3 separate regions of the Sus scrofa genome follow, and regions 2 and 3 are each linked to region 1. The links are chromatin contacts, called in public Hi-C and HiChIP or PLAC-seq maps. All regions are on one chromosome and are shown on one strand. Each heading gives the region's core, a stretch centred on a gene start, on an enhancer-like site or on the middle of the called end of the contact. The rest is flanking DNA. Distances are from core to core; before and after follow the strand shown.

Region 1 (3,596 bases), core at 738-3,237:
GCCCCTGCTACAGGCAGCTTCCCAAGGGTAACAGTATTCCAAACAGAGAAAGTACTTCCAAACAGGAGATAAGATAAAGACATGTGCAAAGGCTTGGCAGCAGAGAAAGGTTCTCAAGTATAGTTCTAAGTACAGGTTCTCAAGTATACGGCTTCGGCCAGTCCATGGTCCTAAAATCTAATCCAGTTTATGGGTACCCAGACTTTTAACACTCCCAAATTCCACCAGGCTGAATAACCTCCATTCAAAAGAAGCAGAAGAGGGAACTAGGACAGGGGGGAAGAAGTGACCACTAGACCTATCCTCCCCGGAGGTATGCTGTCAGATCCACACGGCGGAGGCCAGGAGAGGGCTCAAGACGGGAGCCCGAGCACGGAGCTGGGTTCAGCTGGGTCTCCTCCTGGCCCTGTCAGCCACCTCTTTAACCATCCCAGTCCTGGCCCTGTCAGCCACCTCTTTAACCATCCCATTAACTCCCGAGGCAAAAATTACACCGGAAAGATTTGTTATAACAAGCAGAAGCCCATATTCACCAACTGGCTTTGCAATCTGAAATCTACAGCAAGGCTCCAATAAGGGAGCGGTAGGAGAATATGGTATAATTGTTCCAAATTACCATACTACTAAGTTAGGAAGGTTCAGGAGGCCATGGGGGACAGGGATGAAAAGACAAGCATACCACCTTTACTTTTTAAGGAGAGTGTCCTCGCCAACCCAGGTTTCAGGCTCTGACACTTGTAGGGATTATCTAGGCTGCTTCTCCCCTTCTCATAGGAGACAGTGGATTCTGGGGCTTTCCTGAATGGAAAATACTGTGGCCTGGAAATTAAGGTAACTGGGTTTCATTGCCTCCAGAAGGGTCGGCCTGCCGTCCCACGGCAGGCCAGGAAGAGTCCGCACCGATCCAAGACCACCCTGCACGCCAGGTGTTTTACAGAGGCCGGCTCGACGAGCTCCCCAAAGCACCCACCCTTCCCCCTCCCCAGGTTTCGGTCAAGCAGCCTGGTTAATCATTCAACGCGGGCGCCGTGGAATATTTTTGTAGAGGTCACAGCAAAAGGTTCTCTCCCTAAGTTTCACAGAAACCAGCCTTTAGGGACCCAGAGGTGGCAGTGGCAGGCGGATGGGGGTGGGGAGAGACTGCCGGCAGCTCTTTGGCTCACAAAACACCTGATCTCCCCATGCGGCACCAGAGGCAGCGCAGTGCGAGGGTGGGGTGCGGGGGTGCAAGTGCGAAACCTACCACCGCCCCCTCCCCGAAACGCCAGGACAACCCAAATGAGGAGGCCCAGCCTCAGACTCCCCTTCCCAACGCCTGCATCACCCCCGCGCGGGCTCCCCCGGAAGTTGGGGTGCAGTGGGGAGGGAGGGATATTCCTAGGTCCCGGGGCGGGTGTGGAATGGAGCAAGAGGCTCAGAAGGCATGGTACCATGGGTTTCGTTATCCTCTTCCTTCAGGGCAAAGAAGGTGGCGGGGGGCCGAGGGGGAGGACGGGGACACCTAAATGCGGCAGAAGCCACCTAGAGACGGTTTCCTCCGCTGGGGCGTCGGTACGAAGCCGGAACCGGCGAGGAACTGGGTTGTATTGGGGGGGGGGGCGGTGAAGGGGGAGCCAGGAACTAGAGAGCTAGGAGGGAGCGAAGCCAGCCTGGGAGGTGGGAGGGAGGCTGCGGGAGTGTAGACCCGCCCGGCCCTACCTTGTCCGGGAGCAGCTCCTGCTCAGCGGGGCGGGGGCGGGAGATCGCGGCTGCATCCACGTCCCTGCCGCTCCGCGCGGCTCAGCCCGGCGACCGCCGCCGCTCTCGCTCCATGCGTTGCGCCCGCGAAGGGCGGACTGGTGGTGTCGGCGACGGGGTGACTGACTCGGCTCGGCCCGGGCTCGGTTCCGGCACTTGTTGCAGCCACCTCTGCCGCGCCTCACTCACGGCTCGTGGCGTCTCCACCGCCTCCGGACTCCCGGCCCTCCTGGTCCTCGCGGCCCCGCCCCTGCCCGATGCGCCAATCAGGCCGGGCACCGCCCCTCATGTTACCGCCCAGTCTGGCCCGCAGCCCAGAGACCCAAGTTTAGGGAAGGCGCAGCTTCTCCCTGTCTGCCAGGGGCTCCTGGGACCCGCCCAAGCTGATGTTGCTCCTGGTTCCAGGGTCTCTCCATGCCCATACCTGAGAAGCAAAGGATTAAACTAGGGGAAAGGGACCCTAAGAATTAGACCCTCGGTGGGAAAAAGGGCAGCTCGAAGCTCAAAAGAACTATTTTCCAACTCCAGTCTAACCTAAATCCTTCTTGTAGTACCTTTGACGTTGGGAAACTAAGCACATGGCCTGGTGAGGACTCCAGTGGCCTCTTCTGGCCAGAGTGTTTGTGACTGGTTCTAGGCCGAACTGCGACCACCCAAGTGCTTGTGCCAATGTGCCCCAGCAAAACCCTGGGGTTCCACCATGGAAGATGAAGGTAGGGGTTCCTGGGGCCAAAATGGAACTTGACCATTGCTCTCTGACCCTCCAGTACCTGCTGCCACCTCTTAGGTATTCAAATGATGCCTACTTTGAACTGTTACCCGATCTTTATGAAGCCACCCAGTACATGAGGAGAGGGGAGTCTTAGTTCTCTTTGTGGTGTCTTACAGATGGTTTTCTTGAGGTTCCTGGCAAGTCTCAGGACGCCAAAAACGCAGCATGCCTAGAAACTGGGCCTCGAACCCACACCACGGCCCGGATACCTAGGTGCAGCCTTAATGGCCGAGCTGTGATATACATCCCTCAGGCTGGATGGGGAATTGGTGCCTACACCCCCCACACACCCAATGGGACTCTGGGGACCACTGACGCGCCCTCCTATCCCAGTCCCCCAGCGGGCTCGCCAGAGCACTGCATTTTAAGGTGAGCCCAAGATGCTGCTGACACAACTTTGAGGGCCCCAGGTGAGCCCGGTGCAACCGGATGGAGAGGTTGCCCTGGTTTGAAAGATCTAGCACAATCAGTTCTATCCCCCTTACGTACTGCCTGGAGGTAAGCCTCTGGCCAAGAGGCGCACCTGACAGCATCCCCTCTTTTGGTTTTATCTCTCCAGAAAGAAAGCAATCCCCTCTAGATAATCAGACTAAGGAATTAAGAGCACCACACCCTTAATTATTTGCATTTTTCTGGCTTCTGAGGTGGAATTAGCTGAAAGAGAAAGAATTGCTAAAGTAGTAATTTCAGGCACCTTTGAGCTCAGCCTACTCAACCACGTGCCCTTACTCTTAACCAAGCTCAGATTGAAAGAGGGGCAGGTTGTTGCTAGAGGCAAGGAGCCACCTGGGTGTCATCCTCTAGAAACAGGAATTCTATTTTTTTTTTTTTTTTTTTTTTTTTTCTTTTTAGGGCCGCACCAGCAGCATATGGAACTTCCCAGGGCTGGGATCAAATTGGAGTTGCAGCTGCTGGCCCACACCACAGCCACAGCAACACAGGATCCAAGCCGCTGCAGCTATGCCAGATTCTTAACCCCCTGAGCCAGGCCAGAGATAGAACCCGCGTCCTCATGGATACTAGTGGGGCTCATAATCCACTGAGCTAAAGCGGGAACTCCGAAATAGAAATTCTGAGTCACTTCTGG
Region 2 (3,596 bases), core at 686-3,185, 210 kb after region 1:
AAAGATCCTAATACACTGGAGGCCCACAAAAATAATTTTAACACATTATCTCTTGAGGACACTTCATTACCAAATTCGCTCCTGTGACTAGTTCTTAGTCTAAACCATCGTCCAATACAGTAGCCATTAGTGACAAGTGACTATTGAGCACTTGAAATGTGACTAGTCCAAATTGATATGCGCTTTAAGTGTAAAATACATACCACGTTTCAAAGACTTAGTGAAAAAATAATATAAAATATCTTATGAATGCTTTATGTACTGATTACATGTGAAAAAGTAATACTTTGGATATTAAGATTAAATAAAATATTAAAACTAATTTCATCTTTTTCTCTCTCCTTTTTTTTTTTTTTTTTTTTTTTTTTGTCTTTTGTGCTTTTTTTTTTTTTAAGGCAGTACCCAAGGCATATGGCAGTTCCCAGGCCAGGGGAAGAACTGGAGCTGTAGCTGCCGCCCTACACCACAGCCACAGCAATGCGGGATCCAAGCCGAATCTGCAACCTACACCACAGCTCACAGCAACGCCGAATCCTTACCCCACTGAGCAAGGCCAGAGACTGAACCCAAATCTTCATGGATACTAGTCAGGTTCGTTAACCACTGAGCCACAATGGGAACTCTTCTTCTTCTTTAACGTGGCTACTAGAAAATGTAAAAGTCTGTGTTTGGCTCTTGTAACAGAGCTAGTGCCCTGTGGGGCTCCTAGCACACAAGTCTTTCTGTGTCCTCCATTTCTTGTTTTTAGGGAATAAGCCTCAGCCTCCAAGATCTTCCCTGAGTTCCAAAGAGCAGCTGCTAATCAGGGAAGGGAGGTGGATGTAGAGACCAGGGAGGAGCAGCAAAGCCATGGGGCAGGGTCCTGGTTCCATCTCAAGGAATATACATAACAATATCTCTGAGCCTGTCTGTACAATTAAAATCTCCAACGAATGGAAGAACTTCCTGATGAAGCTTTCTTCATTCCGGGTAAGAAGGCGGCCCACCAGAACCAGTCCTGAGGCCACAAAACACCAGCTTTGAGAAGCAATGCAAGCTTGCCTCTTGCCTGATCCTTATCTACAGCCCTAATTCCACTCCCCAAACTATAAAACCACCTAAACCCCTGGCTGGGGGAGGGAGGGGGCTTTTGCCTGGCAAAGCAATAAAGCAATCTTTTTCTCCTTTACCCAAAACTCTGTCTCTGCGTTTCAATTCAGCACCAACAGACAGAAATCAAATTTCTGCAACACACTCATTACATTTCTGTTGGACAGGCTGAGCTACGCTTTGACTTCATGATGGTGACGTGCTCCCTTAACCAACCAGTGGACTGCAGTTTAGGGGATCACCCAACTAATCCATCCCTTGTCCCGGTATACATTTGCTCGCTTGTTTAACACTCAAACACTTCCATGACCCGGTAAAACTGATGGCCTGATCGCTCTTAATGTTAAAAAGTATGCAGTGCACAGATCTACCAAGACAACTCAAAATCGTTCGTGACCTACACGACGGTAGATAACTGTATGGAGAAAAAAACCTGAGTCCTCTCCCCGGCTGTCAGTCGGCACTGGTGGGGGGAGCCCTCATTAAGTGAGAGGAGGCGACAGGGCGAGCGCCTGGGATATGAAGGAGCGTAAAGTGCAACATAAGCAGTAGCGGTCTGAGGAGGGAAGCCTTTCAGCTTCTGGGGGGACGAGTCTGAGGGCGGCGGGGACAAGGCAGGACTCCGTGGCGGAGGCTGCAGGGAGGAACGGTACCTTAAGGATCCCCCTCATCTTCGCCAGAAAGGGGCGGAACTCCTCAGGTGGCATCTCTGGATAGAGCTGGCTCCGCAGCAGCTCCTCTGTGATGCCTGGGTGCCCGTGGAAAGCGTCCTGGGCCAGGCCGCTCAGCAGCCCGCTGAGGGGTTTGGAGCCCTCCAGCTCGCCGGCCATGGTTAGCGGAGGCCCCGCCCCCTAACGGCTAAACGCAGCCCCCCCCCCCACCCCACACACACACATACACACGGCGGCCGAGATGGGCCTAAACAGCTGGGCAAAAACGCGCGAGGAAAGTGGCGGTGGAGTTCCAGCAGGGGGCGGTGCTGGCAGCTCCCAGCTTTACAAAACCCAAGCCTTGGGTTGACACGACGGAGCTTTCAGATCTACTTGGTTCCGCTTGGCTCACTTTGTTTCCTCTGATTTCCATCATCACTCCAGAAATTATTCACAGGAAAGACCATTTGATGGAGATCACCTGAGAAGGATTAGTATTGACTGCAGGGGCAGTTTTAATTTTTGGATGGCTGTTTCTGAATCAGGCTTGACTAATCCAATAACTGTAGGATCCATCACACAAATCTGATCTCTCCCTAATACTTACCTGGGCACCTTTTGTCCAAGAAAATTTAACTATACCCTAAATTTAACATGTTTGCTTGTGTTGTTAATTGCCTTTTTGCATACATATGCCTTGTCTTCCCAGCTAGAGCAGTGACTCTGAACCAATGCTCCTTTTACTATCCTTAAATGAAGTGCATGGATAACATAACTTCTTTCTCGTGTAATTAAAAAAAAATCAATATATTATTCACTAGTAAAAGAATGAGTTTCTGATACAGACTACCTCATAGATGAGCTTTAAAAGCTTGCTAAGTAGGAGTTCCCGTCGTGCCGCAGTGGTTAACGAATCCGACTAGGAACCATGAGGTTGCCCATGAGGTTGCGGGTTCGGTCCCTGCCCTTGCTCAGTGGGTTAACGATCTGGCGTTGCCGTGAGCTGTGGTGTAGGTTGCAGACGCGGCTCGGATCCCGCGTTGCTGTGGCTCTGGCGTAGGCTGGTGGCTACAGCTCCGATTCAACCCCTGGCCTGGGAACCTCCATATGCCGCGGGAGCGGCCCAGGAAGTAGCAACAACAACAAAAAGAAAGACAAAAAAAAAAAAGCTTGCTAAGTAAAAAACAAACACAAAAAGACAGATATTGTATAATGATCCCATTTATATGAAATGTCCAGAATAGGCAAATCCATAAAGATAGAAAGTAGGTTGGTTTTCTGGGGTGTTTTGTTTTGTTTTGTTTCCTTTTTAGGGCGCACCCTCTGCATATGGAGATTCCCAGGCTAGGGGTCCAATCGGAGCTACAGCTGCCAGCCTACATACACCACAGCCTCAGCATCAGATCCAAGCCGCATCTTCGACCTACACCACAGCTCAGGGCAACACAGGATTCTTAACCCACTGAGTGAGGCCAGAGATCAAACCCACAACCTCATGGTTCCTAATCAGATTCGTTTCCACTGCGCCAAGACGGAACTCCAAAAGTAGATTTTTTTTAAAGAATCATTGGCTTGCCTTTAATTATATTTAACCCTTATGCTTTTACAAGGCAAAGGTGTAGAGGAATAATTTAAAAAAAAAAACTTTCAACAATCAAATTTTGGGTTTTTTGTTTTTGTTTTTGTTTTTTGTCTTTTTAGGGCCGAACCTGCAGCTTATGGAGGTTCCCAGCATAGGGGTCTAATCGGAGCTGTTGCTGCCAGCCTATGCCACAGCCACAGCAACACGGGATCTGAGCCGCGTCTGCGACCTACACCAGAGCTCATGGCAACACCAGATCCTTAGCCCACTGAGCA
Region 3 (3,596 bases), core at 720-3,219, 190 kb after region 1:
AAACCAATGGAACAGAATAGAGAACCCAGAAATAAACCCAGACACCTATGGCCAATTAATCTTCAACAAGGGAGGCAAGAATACAAAATGGGAAAAAGTCTCTTCAGCAAGGGGTGCTGGGAAAATTAATGAAATTAGAACACACCCTCAACCATGCACAAAAGTAAACTCAACATGGATTAAAGGCAGAGCCTCTTTGCCTGCCCACCTGCATCTCTCACAAGTGTCCTATCTTGATAAATCTATTTTTGCCTATCACTTTGTGTCTCACTGAATTCCTTCTGCTTGGAGGCGCAAAGAACCTGAACCTCAGTAGGTCCAGACACCAGAAAGAAGACCACCAGACCACTGAACACCAGCTCTGAAAACAATGCAAGCTTGCCTCTGCCCTGATCCCTATCTGTGGCCCTATTTTTCACTCCCCAAACTATAAAACCACCTCCCAATCTTTCCTAAGCGGGGGCACAGTCTCTGAGGCATTAGCCTGCTGTGACCTTTCTTTGCCTGGCAAAGCACTAAAGCTATTTTTTTCTTCTTCACCCCAAAAAATAAATAAATAAAATTAAATTTAAAATTTTTAAAATGGCTTAAAGACAAGACACCATAAAACTCCTAGATGAGAACATAAGCAAAACATTCTCTCACATCAACTACACAAATATTTTCTTAGTTCAATTTCCCAAAGCAAAAGAAATAAAAACAAAAATAAACCAATGGGACCTAAATCAAACTTATGAGCTTTTGCACAGCAAAGAAAACCATCAAAAAACCCCAAAAGACAGGAGTTTCCATTATGGCTCAGCAGAAATAAATCTGACTAGCATCCATGAGGACGCAGGTTCAATCCCTGGCCTCACTCAGTGGGTTAAGGATCCCATATTGCCGTGAGCTATGGTATAGGTCACAGACATGGCTCAGGTCTGGCGTTGCTGTGTCTGTGGCATAGGCCAGCAGCTACAGCTCCAATTTCACCTCTAGCCTGGGAACCTCCATATGCCACAGGTGCAGCCCTAAAAAAAGAAAAAAAAATTTTTTTAAGATGTGCACAACATTGTAAATTAACTATACCTCCATTTTTTAAAAAAGGGGATATGATACACACACACACACACACACACACCCCTACATACAATGAAATACTACCCAGACCTAAAAAAGAGTGAAATTTTGCCATATTCAGCAACATGGTAGAGGGCATTATGCTAAATGATATAAGTCAGAGAGCCAAAGACAAGTACTATGTGATATCACTTACATGCGGAATCTAAAGAAATATGACAAACCGGTGAATAAATCACAGATATAGAGAAAAGACTAGGGGTTACCAGTTGGGGGCGGGGCAATATAGGGGTATTGGGGAAAAGGGGGGATATTATAGGATTATATAAAATCATATGTGAAACTTCTGAAAACTGTAAAGCACTATAGGATTTAAAGAATCATTCAATCAAAAAAAATACACACATACACAACAGGTAGGTAAAGAAAGATAAAACAAACTCATCAATCATCTCTCCCCCCACAAAATAAGGCTGAGTTGGTTTAATTCTCCGAAAAAATGACCAATAGAATATATTTACATTAACAATTCAGTATTTCTATAAATGACTAAACTCAAGAATTTAATGTATTTTAAATGATTGCAAATGTTTGTCTCAAGTATTATAATTAAATATAGAAAATATATTTCTGAGTAAACCCAGGGTTTTCCTTTTAGGTTTATGATTCCCTCTACTCCTCAGATAATCAAACAGTGATTTGGATCTGTTGTTAAGTGGCTAGGCTATATGCCACAAGGAGAGCACCCAATGTTCAGGAAGTTTCCAAATTACACTCTTTTGCAGTAGAAGCTCACCGTTACCAACTAGCTTTCATTCTGCCAAGTTACTTTCCCCCAATAACTTACTCATCTTTTATGTTCTTCCAGTTTGGAAGAGACTTCTGTCTCTGTCAGCAAAGAGGAAAAAAAAAAAAACTATGATGAAGTACTATGAAAGTTTCTTCCTATTAAACACTCCAAGCAACACATTAGCCTTTAACTTCATGGAGAAAGAATTCAGCCTTTCCTAAAAGAACATTTTTGTGGCCAGTTCAGGGATGGAAGTGTGGGAAAGTCTCCAGAAGCAATTACAAAGTAAAGAAATACCCGTTCTTTTTTCTCTTGACAGACCATAAAGGCTTTTCTAGGGAAAGAGCACATGATTAGTGTATTATCCAACTCAAGTACCTAAATTAACATTTATGTTTAAAAAAAAATACTGTTCAAGAAACAGAATTGCTTAGAGGTCATCTTCTATTATAACCAGAGCTCCACTACCAGCTGAAGTTCATAGGTCTACAACAGGAGATAAAGTCCTGACCCTATGGAAATATGACTTAATAATAAAGGAAAAATAAGAACAAGAGAAAAGATAAATACTGCATTAGCTGTATTAGTTCATAAGACCTTTAAAGAACTATTGGATAAACTAAAAAAATGTATGATGAGATATAAAAACTAAAGAGCAAAATATATAAATGTATTTAATTACTTGCAGCTTCAAAGAGCAGCTTCAATCATGAAGGAGTTCAAAAGAAACCCAAGTTCAGGGCACAGGTTCCTACCTCCAACTTATTTGTCAGGACAAAACACTGCCCAATGAAACCACACAAAAAATTATAAAATCAATCTATATGTGAGCTGATCAAAAGTGGTTCTCATACAACCTTATTATAATACCATTAAGCCCTTAAAAGGAAGAAAAATGGCAATATACAACAACACAGATGAATCCTGAGGACATTATGTGAAATAAGCTAACCAAAGAAAGACAAATATTGCACGACTCCACTTACATGAGACAACTAAATAGTCAAATTCATAGAATCAAAGAGTGGAAAGGTGAAGCTAGAGGGTAATGGGCATTTACTAATTATAGTTACTAATCAACAGGCATAAAGTTTGGGTTAAGCAAGATGAATAAGCTCTAGCTATGTACTACATATACATTATACCTATAATTAGCAATATTATACTATATACTCAAAATTTTCTGGGGTTCTCTTGTGGCAAAAGTAAGTTAAAGATCTGGAGATGTTACTGCAGAGGCTGGGGTCACTGCTATGGCATGGGTTTTGGTCTGGGAACTTTTACACGCTGCAGGCACAGCCAAAAATAAAAGAAAGTAAAGTTCTAAATAAATAGTGTTCTCTAATCAATAGAAGAAACATAATGAGAAAAAAAGTTTACATTTTTAAGGATAAAATGTAGTATCCTCTACTTATAATAAGGCAAAAACTGGAAACTTCTCAAATCCCCACCAAGAGTAGAGTGGGCAAGCATACTGTGATATATTCAACACTGGTGTATCCAGCAGGAATTGGCAAATTTTCCTGTAAATGGCAGAGAGTAAATATTTTAGGCTTTGCCAACCACCCCATCTCTGTTGTAACTATTTAATTCCACCCTTGTAGAGCAAAAGTAACCATACATTTTGTTATGGACACTGAAATTTAAATTTCATATAACTTTCATGTGTCACAAATATTTTTTTTTTTTCTTATGGCTACACCCACAACATGTGGAAGTTTCCGGGCCAGAGACTGAATCTGAGCTG

What was found. A called contact is a pair of places that touch in the nucleus more often than the background predicts. HiChIP or PLAC-seq counts read pairs in DNA pulled down with a chosen protein or histone mark.
Region 2: a contact with region 1 is called in an H3K27ac HiChIP or PLAC-seq map of alveolar macrophages. The contact joins the promoter of COMMD1 here to the promoter of B3GNT2 in region 1. A contact is called at or near these places in 2 of 5 promoter capture datasets (fetal liver and liver), 6 of 47 Hi-C or Micro-C datasets (embryonic fibroblasts, epiblast stem cells, heart right ventricle and 2 more) and 1 of 2 datasets of contacts at active chromatin or transcription factors (alveolar macrophages).
Region 3: a contact with region 1 is called in a Hi-C map of embryonic fibroblasts, with 6 times the contacts expected there. The contact joins the enhancer-like site here to the promoter of B3GNT2 in region 1. A contact is called at or near these places in 2 of 5 promoter capture datasets (fetal liver and liver), 11 of 47 Hi-C or Micro-C datasets (alveolar macrophages, embryonic fibroblasts, epiblast stem cells and 6 more) and 1 of 2 datasets of contacts at active chromatin or transcription factors (alveolar macrophages).

Annotation. Positions count from the first base shown.
Region 1 is chr3:79,702,062-79,705,657 of Sscrofa11.1, forward strand. B3GNT2 (N-acetyllactosaminide beta-1,3-N-acetylglucosaminyltransferase 2) reads right to left here and starts at 1,988. Exons shown (of 2, transcript XM_003125112.5): 1 at 1,699-1,988.
Region 2 is chr3:79,912,034-79,915,629 of Sscrofa11.1, forward strand. COMMD1 (COMM domain-containing protein 1) reads right to left here and starts at 1,936. Exons shown (of 3, transcript XM_021087480.1): 1 at 1,743-1,936. The coding sequence starts at 1,919.
Region 3 is chr3:79,894,977-79,898,572 of Sscrofa11.1, forward strand. All of the region lies in intron 1 of COMMD1 (COMM domain-containing protein 1), which reads right to left. Among named protein-coding and RNA genes, the nearest start is that of COMMD1, 17 kb to the right of the region's middle. Within about 2 kb of position 1,970, at least 3 of the 83 cell types and tissues checked have an H3K27ac peak or open chromatin away from gene starts, as enhancers often do. A contact at or near this core is called in embryonic fibroblasts, where this site is marked.